Linked DNA regions of Mus musculus: region 2 is linked to region 1. Evidence: chromatin contacts called from public HiChIP or PLAC-seq data. All regions are on one chromosome and are shown on one strand. Each heading gives the region's core, a stretch centred on a gene start, on an enhancer-like site or on the middle of the called end of the contact. The rest is flanking DNA. Distances are from core to core; before and after follow the strand shown.

The links. HiChIP or PLAC-seq counts read pairs in DNA pulled down with a chosen protein or histone mark.
Region 2: an H3K27ac HiChIP or PLAC-seq map of extraembryonic endoderm stem cells shows a contact between it and region 1. The contact joins the enhancer-like site here to the promoter of Crtap in region 1. A contact is called at or near these places in 11 of 115 datasets of contacts at active chromatin or transcription factors (embryonic forebrain, embryonic hindbrain, embryonic limb bud and 5 more) and 2 of 9 other capture datasets (adipose tissue and liver).

Annotation. Positions count from the first base shown.
Region 1 is chr9:114,388,384-114,393,046 of GRCm38.p6, forward strand. Crtap (cartilage associated protein) reads right to left here and starts at 2,329. Exons shown (of 7, transcript NM_019922.2): 1 at 1,749-2,329. The coding sequence starts at 2,216.
Region 2 is chr9:114,545,840-114,550,502 of GRCm38.p6, forward strand. The region is part of intron 1 of Trim71 (tripartite motif-containing 71); the gene reads right to left. Among named protein-coding and RNA genes, the nearest start is that of Trim71, 16 kb to the right of the region's middle. Within about 2 kb of position 2,027, at least 56 of the 459 cell types and tissues checked have an H3K27ac peak or open chromatin away from gene starts, as enhancers often do. A contact at or near this core is called in embryonic stem cells, extraembryonic endoderm stem cells and pancreatic cancer cells, where this site is marked.

The sequences.
Region 1 (4,663 bases), core at 1,079-3,578:
GATTCAATGGTGGCTTTCATGTGGCAAGGCGGGGAGGCTGGAGAGGGCAGGTGTCAAGGCTGATGCCCGGAGAATGGCAGGAGGTGGCCTCTGGCTGGTTGGACTTGTGAGGAAAACCTGAGCTGGCAGTTGGAGAGAAGGGAAGGCTTTGCAGGCAGCCAATGACCTGAGACTTGATCTAGGCACCGAGGAAGAGCACTGAGGAAGAGGAGGGCCAGCAAGATGGCTCAGTGCATAAAGGTGCTTGCCACCAAGCCGGATGACTAAGATCGACGCCTGGAGCCCACGTGCTAGGAGACAACAGACTCCACAAACTGTCCTCTGACCTTCACTCGTGCACACTGTGTGCCCACTTGTGCACACACATTGATTAAATTAATAAAAGCAAAAAAAAAATTTTTTTTTCTTAACCAGAAAAAGTAGAAATTGGGTTTTGAGAGTTCTCTCTCTGCCTCAGCCCCGTGAAGGCCCAACAAGCTGACACCCTTCTGTCCAGCAACTGGGAATTCAAACCTCCCAGAGCAAGGACTTAGAGGGCAGGGAGCTGCAATTTGTGGCTATTTTTAGCAAGCAATCACAGGCAGAATTTAAGCAGCCAAAGAGAAGAGGCAGTAAATGATCTGTCTTAAATTCTAGATGACAGAGGGAGACAGAGACAGAGAGAGGGAGCAGAGATGAACCTGGGATCTGCACACACTTCCCTGAGCAGAGGAGTTTGCCCCTCAAAGAGCAGGCCGCATTTACAAAGCCCTCCTTCCAGTTCCAAGTACTCTGCTGGGGCCCTGTGGCATATTTGCTACCTCAGCACAGGCTGCAAACAATTTTCACAGGAGCTGGGAGGGGTGGAGCATGCAGGAGGTATGCAGGCAGGAGGATAAAGAATTCACCATCAGCCTCCACTATATAGCAGTTCTGAAGCCAGCCCAGGTTACATGAGGAAAAAAAGAGAGAGTGAGAGAAAATAATTTTTATGCTCAAGATGAAGGAGGAAGGGCGGGATTTGGAGAGCTTTAGCAGAGCTCTGTGGCAGAACCTGGGTGAAGGGGACTGGAGCCATAGCTCAGTGGATAAGGGCACGTCCTGCCCTTGCAGAGGACCCAAAGTTCTCTCTGTTCCCTGTACTCAGGTTACACTGGGTGGCTCACAATCACCTCTAATTTCAGCTCCAAGGGATCTGCTGCCCTCTTCTGGCCTCCATAGGCATCCACACACGTATGACATGGTATACACACAGACACAGGCACACAGATTTCACACAGCACGCACGCACATAAAAATATAAATGAGAAAAAAAAAATCAAAGGATAAAGGAATGATGCTCGAGGTTGAGTGGCAGGGCTGAGCCTTGGGCTTGGTGGGGCTAGACCTAGAGAAGTGGCCCAAGGGAGGCCCAATATGGGATGCTGCTGGTGAGCGCTCACAAGGGAGGGTGGGGCAAGATTGGACCCTGTTCGGTAGGACAAATTTTGAGGGAGGGTGATTGTGCAGAGGGGGATGGTCCTGGACACAGGACAGGAGATGTGATTGGCGGGGCCTGGGTGGGCGAGGCTCAACTGGACTGCAGGCTTGCTGGGGGGATTGGGATAGGGCAGAAGTGGTTTGGGAGCTGGGGTCGGCTAGACCGGATCAGCCGGAAGGGGTTCTGTGGGCGGGGCTCGGGGGCGGCGACCTGGGCTCGACAGAGAGCGGCTCGGTAGAGTGGGCGGGGTTTGGCAGGGCGGGGTTCGGGGTGGGGCGAGTGCCCTTACCTTGAAGTAGGCGAACTGCAGAAACTTGTAGGGCTCGCGCTGCTGAAAGTCCGCCAGCACTGAGCGGCTGGGCTGCGACTGGCGGAAGGCGGGCAGGCCCTGCTTGCAGCGCTTGAGGCACTGCGCGCGGCGCAGCACGCTGCCGAAGAGGCGTAGTTCGGCGTGGCTGGCCGGGCCGGCGGGCGCGGGTGCTGGCGTGGCCGCGCTGCAGTTGCGGTGGCAGAAGGCCTCGCTGTCGCGCAGCAGACGGTGCAGCCGCAGGCTCACCTCCAGGTAGCCCACGCTCTCGGCCCAGTGCTCGCCGCTGTACTGGTCGAGCGCGTGGCGGTAGGCCGACTCGAGCGGCATCAGCTCGTCCCGCGGGAAGCTGCGGAAGCTGTAGCGCTCGTACTGCCCGCGCCCGGGGGTCGGCGCGCACCCGACACACAGCAGCACCAGCAACGCGGCCGTAGGGCTGCGGGGCCCCATCGCGCGTGGCCCACGAACCAGAGCCCCGAGCTGAGGACGCGCGACGCGGCAGGCCTAGGAAGGGAGGCGGGGAAGCGGGCCGTGGCCCGCCCCGTCCGGCAGACCTCCTCGCCGGGGGACCGAGATGGGCGTGCCTGGAGGAGGTGCTCAGCCTTTGCCTCTGAAAGGTGGAGGGGTAGGACCCAAGTGAATTCCAGGCCAGCCTGCGGTGCGTGGAACTCCCATCTTTGACAGGAAAGAAAGTTTATAATCACTTTAAGAATGTATGGGCCGCGCACGCCTAATTTCTGGTTCACCACATCCTGGTTGGGGTGCGTTTTAGTTTTCGACTCGGTCTCCTAGCTGTAGCCCAGATTAGCCTTAAACTCCCACTATAGTTCAAATTTATTTCAAATTTACATCGCTAAGCCTGCCATAAATAATAGGCTGCGGGTTTACAGGCTTCACACTTTGAATAGCAATGCTATTGACCTAAGGTTTTAGAGGATGTTGCATGGATAAAATTAGTAAGAATACCGGTGGCTCCTTGAATATCGTGTGACTTGTCTAGTTGAGGATATATTACGTCTTAGGATGCTGGAGGAATTTACCTGAGCTATATGATGAAGACAGCATTAAGAAAAAAATTCTGAGCTGGGCGTGGTGGCGCACGCCTTTAATCCCAGCACTCGGGAGGCAGAGGCAGGCGGATCTCTGAGTTCGAGGCCAGCCTGGTCTACAGAGTGAGTTCCAGGACAGCCAAGGCTACACAGAGAAACCCTGTCTTGAAAAAAAAAATTCTGTACACTTTGAAATAGTTTACAGCAAAGGTATAGGGATAGAATTCAAAACTATATATATATACATACATACATATACACATACCCTTTTGTAAAATATGTATGTATGTATGTATGTATATATATATATATATATATATATATATATATATATATATATATATACACACACATACATATACACATACCCTTTTGTAAAACTTAGAAGCTGACTGGCTCACCTTTGATCCCAGCACTTTTAGAAGGCAGAAGCAGTGAGTCTCTGAGTTCCGGAGCAGCCTAGGCTACACAATGAGACCTTGTCTAAAACAAACAAACAAAAACAGAAGGTATTTAGAACTTCCGAGATTAGCTGCTAAAGGCACTTGGTACCAAGCCTGATGACCTGAGTTCAATCTCAGGACACTTTGGGAAAACAGAATCGGCTCCTCCACGTCAATGTTTGACCTCCACACCCGTGCTGTGGTACCTGGGTGCGGTTCCCGGTCAGGAGGCCAGGAAAACCAGGTTCTTGGGGAGGTTCCTGTAAAGGATTTATTACAACAAGAATTCCTCATTCCTTTTCAATACTGTATTTACTGTGCTATTCAATAAATGGATGGGCGTTGGGATTAATATTAGATCATATGACTGTAAGATTAGAATTGGAGATATCAGAAATCTGAATAAGGGCTGGAGAGATGGCTCAGTGGTTAAGAGCACTGACTGCTCCTCCAGAGATCCTGAGTTCAATTCCCAGCAACCACATGGTGGCTCACAAACCATCCGTAACGAAATCTGATGCGCTCTTCTGGAGTATCTGAGGACAGCTACAGTGTACTTACATATAATAAATAAATCTTTTTTTAAAAAATCTGAATAAATCAAGCACCTTCTCTGTAAATGAGAGCAACCAGTAGTTGGTCTTCTTGTATTTGTTATGGCCATACCTTATCTCAAATACTAATTAACAGCCGGGCTAGGTGGCGTACGCCTTTAATCCCAGCACTCTGGAGGCAGAGGCAGGCAGATTTCTGAGTTCGAGGCCAGCCTGGTCTACAGAGTGAGTTCCAGGACAGCCAGGGCTACACAGAGAAACCTTGTCTCAAAAAAACAAAAACAAAAACAAAAAACAAAGCTGCAGAGATGGCTCAGTGGTTAAGAACAGTCTTCCCTCCCAGAGATCTTGGGTTCGATTCTCAGCATGCACATGGTGCCTCACCACCTCATGTGACTCTATTTCCGGGCATTCGATTCCCTCTTCTGGCCTCTGTAACCACCAGGCCCATGTGTGGTACACCAGGCAAGCAAAATACCTCTGGACGCAAGCTTTTAAAAAATTAAAATTGTAAAAAATGGCTGAGTACTTACCTAATATGTGCGAGGTCCTGGGTTTGGTTCTCAGAACTAGGGAGGGTGGGTATTTGTCTGACCTACATTATGTAGCTGCGTTAAAACATCATGGCCAAAGGCAACTTGTACATAAAATAGTTTATTTGGCTTGCAGGTCACAGTCCAGCAGCAGCAGCCAAGGCAGGAATCTGGAGGCAGGCACTGACGCAGAGCCATAGATGAATTCTCCTACTGCCGTGCTCCCATGACCTGCTTAGCTTGGTTTATTTATCTATCTATTTATTTATACCACCCAGGACTCAGGGCTGGCAACACCCGCAGTGAGCTGGGCCCTCC
Region 2 (4,663 bases), core at 777-3,276, 160 kb after region 1:
GGCTTAAACCCACATCTGAGCAGTCTTCTCTGATGAATACCTCACAACATACACCTGGCACAGATAAACAATTCCAAAGCAGGCAGTCTGAGTCAAGAGGGGTAAGAGGGGCTGGAAAGATGGCTCAGCAGTTAATTACTGCTTTTCCAGAGGACCTGAGCTCACTCCAATTCACAATGTTCTTTCTGTAACTCCAGTCCTGAGGCGCCTGACGCTTTCTGACCTCTATGTAGGCAGTGTTTCCACGTGGTGTGTAGATATGCAGGCAAACCATCCATACACATAAATTTTAAATTAAAAAAAAAAAGTGTCAAATGGTGGTGCTGACTGCTTTTAATTCCAACATTCCAGAACCAGAAGCAGGTGGATCTGAGTTCAAGGCCAGCCTGGTCTACAGAGTGAGTTCAAAGACAGCCAGGACTGCACAGAGAAACCCTGTCTCAAAACACACACATCAAAAAAGAAAAAAAAAAAAATTAAGAGGCATGCTGACTGGAAAGACACAAGTAAGGCGAAGCCTCCCGGCACACAGCTGTACCGTGATCAGACAATCAGTACAAGAGGACAGACCCTCACGGAACAAAGCCACGCGGAAATATAATCAACCTGACTTCTCACTAGGGCAGTCCAAAATGCTGAACCAGAAAAGGGCAGGTGAGAATCGGCCCGGGCACCTTACCCACCCAAGTCTGCAGCAATCTCTCTGAGCTATCAAGTCTATGTTGACACTGTGCATGGCGGAGATAGAACGTTCAGGAATTCCTAGCCAGCTGGTTTCAGTTGGAACATTATCTCAGCACTCAGGAGGCAGAGACAGGTGAGTCTCTTGAGTTTATGGCTGGTCTGGTCTACACAGTTCTGGGACAGCCAGGGCTATATAGAGAAACCATCTCAAACAAACATACAAAAAAAAATTTTTTTAATTAATGAACGAATAAAAACCAACAACAGAAACACACACAAAGCAACGGAACCCTAAAATCCTCTTCTGGAATGACGGTCTGTGGTCTCATGGCTCAGCTCAAGGAGAGGCCAAGGGACGGTGGTGCTGTAGCTCTGGGAGCCACAGGCAGCTCTTCCTTCCGGCCGCCTTGGGGGATGGGGGGGGTGGGGGCCCACATCCGGCAGATCCTAAGCATGGGGTTCCTCCCTTGCCTGGGGCACGAGTGGGTGGGATGTCATTGCAGATAACCCCGGTCCTATTCAAGGTCACTAAAAAGTCGAGTGGGTAGGGGAAATAAATGCTCAGGACCGCCTGCGTGAGGCCACCATACACACATCAAGCACAAGGCAAATTTACACCCTCCTGAACACTGCACAGAGGACACACATATACTAAAAATGAGGATAATTCATTGTCTGTCTGGAATTCAAGTCTATATTTGGCAAGGGGGAGCTCCCTGATAAACTGTGGGGACAAGTCACACCTTAAAGGAAAAGGCTAGGATTTAAGACAATCCACAACTTGAGCCTAATAAATGGTTGGTAGACCACTCCACGGGTATTCATAGGCCTTTTACTTAACCAAACGAAACCCAGGAAGTTAGTTAGGACAAAAGCTAACTGGTAAGTCTAATTTAGGGATGTCTAGAGGGTCCGGGTACAGCCAGGTATACCCACTCCTGAGGGGCAGGGGCAGGGCCAGACTTCTGTGATGCCACCCATCCAAGGCAAGGCCATCTTGTTCCCCACAGCAGGAGGCAGTTGTTCCCAGCCTTTGGGGGAACAAGGCCCAGATAGGAATTCCTACAGCAGAGCCTGCAGGTCGGCAGGAAAAACAGCAGAGCCTGAGGTAGCAAGGAGCAGATTGTCCCCAGGATGCTGGGCTCCAGGAGAACCTCAAAACCAAGGTCTACAAGCTGGCTGAGGTGGGGTGAGTCCCAGGGCGTGAGGGAGCAAAGTTCAGGAGGAACAATCTCAGAGGAAAACAGGCCCAAAGCCCTGGATTTTAATCATTAACTGCGTCTCGAGGGTCTCCTTTGTGTGCCTTCGATGCAGTGCGGTAACCAGGGCAAACACTCCTGCCCTTCAAAGCCTGGAAGGTGGGGTTGTTTAAACAGGAGCTCAGCATCACCATCACCACAGGAGATGATGCAGGGAGATTCCACCAGAGATAGAATGCAGGAGAGGTCTCTGTTCCTGCCTGCTGACTCTAGGGTGATCACATGTGGGGGGCGGGGGGAGTGTGACAGCTGAGCCACCTAGGCTGGAGGGGGTGGGGGTTGCACACCTACATGGTTCTCTTCTCTGAGAGCAGAGAGGACAAACCAGGCAGGCATAGCAAGGCTTAGAAAGGCTGAAGCAGGAAGACTGCTACAAGTTCAAGAACTCGGGCTGCGGGTCCCGGGATAGCCTGTAGGAGATTCTCTCTCAAATAACTTAATTAGCTTAATTAAGCAAATATTCCGTGGAACCCAACAGCTTCCGGCAGCCAGTCTAATTAGCTTGACACTGGATGAACTGAAAGTCTATGGAGAGGAACTTTAAGTGCCCAGCCTTTTCCCAGATTTCCAAAGACCCATCACTCAAAGGCTCCCGGGTCTTTCGGGACCACCACTGCTGTCTCTTCCCTTCCCTGGGTACCACCCACATCAGTCCCCCAAGTCTGACCATCACGAGGCCCACCCATTTCCGACATACTTATATAGATCCTACCGCTCAGGAGGAAAGAGTTACACAAGAAATAAAGCTGAGAAATCCACTTAGCATCCTGACAGGGCTGTCGAGGGAGCCTTCCTCCACAGCCCACAGCCAGGCTTCTGGGGTGAGAAAGGAGAGCTCTAAACCCCCCAGGAAGGAAGCAGCCTACTGTAAAAACCAGGGAGTCACATGCTCCCAACTGGTGGGGTCAGGTCACTTCCCCTGGGACCTCATTGCCAGCGGAAGGCCATTCTGAAAAGCATTTACAATAGCTGGTCCAAGGGAAGACTGTCCTGATGTGGGCGAGAGAGATGTCTCAGTTGGCAGTGTCTGTCTAGCCCAACCTCACCTTCATCCTCTACATGGTTTACGTTCCTGTCAAGAGGCTCAAAGATCAACATTTTCTAGTAAAAAAAACAAAACAAAACAAAACTGCTGTCGGCCTAGGTAACTGACCTCACACTGACTGCCCCTGCAGAAAAATATGTCAATACTAAAGGGAGCTCCTGGTTCCCCGTCCTACCTGGCCACCTCTGTAACAGCACACAAAAGCTGGTTTCTGCTTCTCTACCCCCTACCCAGTGTGGCTACTTGATTAACTTTTTAAAAGTATTTACCATAAGCATAAAGCACTTTTACCAACAAAATACCCAAGGGCTGCTGGGTAATTGTCTTTCTCTATTCTGGGGATGCAAGGGTTCCCAGAATATAACTCTGCTTGTGTCCCCTAAACACCTCCGGCAAGGCGGTTGTTGCGTGAGAATGCTTTTGATGGGATGGACTTCACCTCCAGGTTTTCCAGGCAATCCCCGAGGCATCAGCCTCCCAGCAGGCATCTGCTCTGTAGCAAACAATGTGCCCTGGCCATTTGCATTGTGGCCCAGAAACAGCAAGAGTTTATAATAGAGGGGGTGGGGGGAGAGGCACTGGTCTCCAGGAGACTAGGAGGCTTCCAGGTAAAGACATCCTTCCTGCACAGCAGCCAGGGCATGGCAACTTCCACCATTAAGACGCACTCATTGGGTGGGAGTAGTGTTCATGTTCTCCTGATCAAAATTATTTTATTGATCAAGGGATGCCTTTAATTCCAGTACTCTGGGAGCCAGAAGCAGGGGGATCTCCAAGTTCAAGGCCAGCCTGGTCTATCTACAGAGTGAGTTCCAGTCAAGACTACAAAGAAAAATCCCCGTCTCAAAACACACACACACACACACACACACACACACACAAACCCACCTCCCCCAAAATCTGTTTTAATTGGGTCTTGGAGATCTTGGAGATGGCTCAACAGGTGAAGGAGTCGAGTCTGTCTGTTGCTAAGCCTGGATGACCAGAGTTCAACCCTCAAGACAACACATGGTGGAAGGAGAAAAACAGCCCCCTCAAATTGTCCTCTGACCTCCACGCAATGTAAAGATAAATACAATAGAATTCTCAAAAAGAGTAAGAAATTGGCCAAATTACATGAGCAGAGAACTGGAGGAAGCCCAAACGAGCATAGGCCACACATACGGAAGGTACACCCATCAGCCATTTCTGGTAATCACGGAGGGTGAGGTAGAAAAGGACCCAGCATTTTTCTTCCCTTAGACTGGTGGCAAAGGGGACAGTGCAGAAGGAAATGGGCTACGGGTGGAGATGGCTCAAGAGCAAGGCATGGAGGCCTACTAACGTCTCAGGTCAAATGTGCCTCTTCTGCGGAGTCTCAGAGCTTTGCAGTCGGGGAACCAGGCCAGGAGAGGCTGGAAGGGGCCAAACATTCCTGTCAGCCCAACAGAGTGAAGACAATGGGACCGACCACAGCCTTTAACAGGAAGGACCAGACAGCCGGTTAGGTTAGCACTCACTCTGTGTACACAGGGCTGCTAGGAAGAAACTGGGATGTGGTGCTTCTAATAAAAGAAAAAGAAAGAAAGAAATTTGGACCAGCAAGATGGCTTTTCAGGATAGCTGTGCAGTCCCTAACTCTTAAGTCCGGGGCATCTGACACCCTCTCCAAACCTCATGGGAACCTGGCACACAC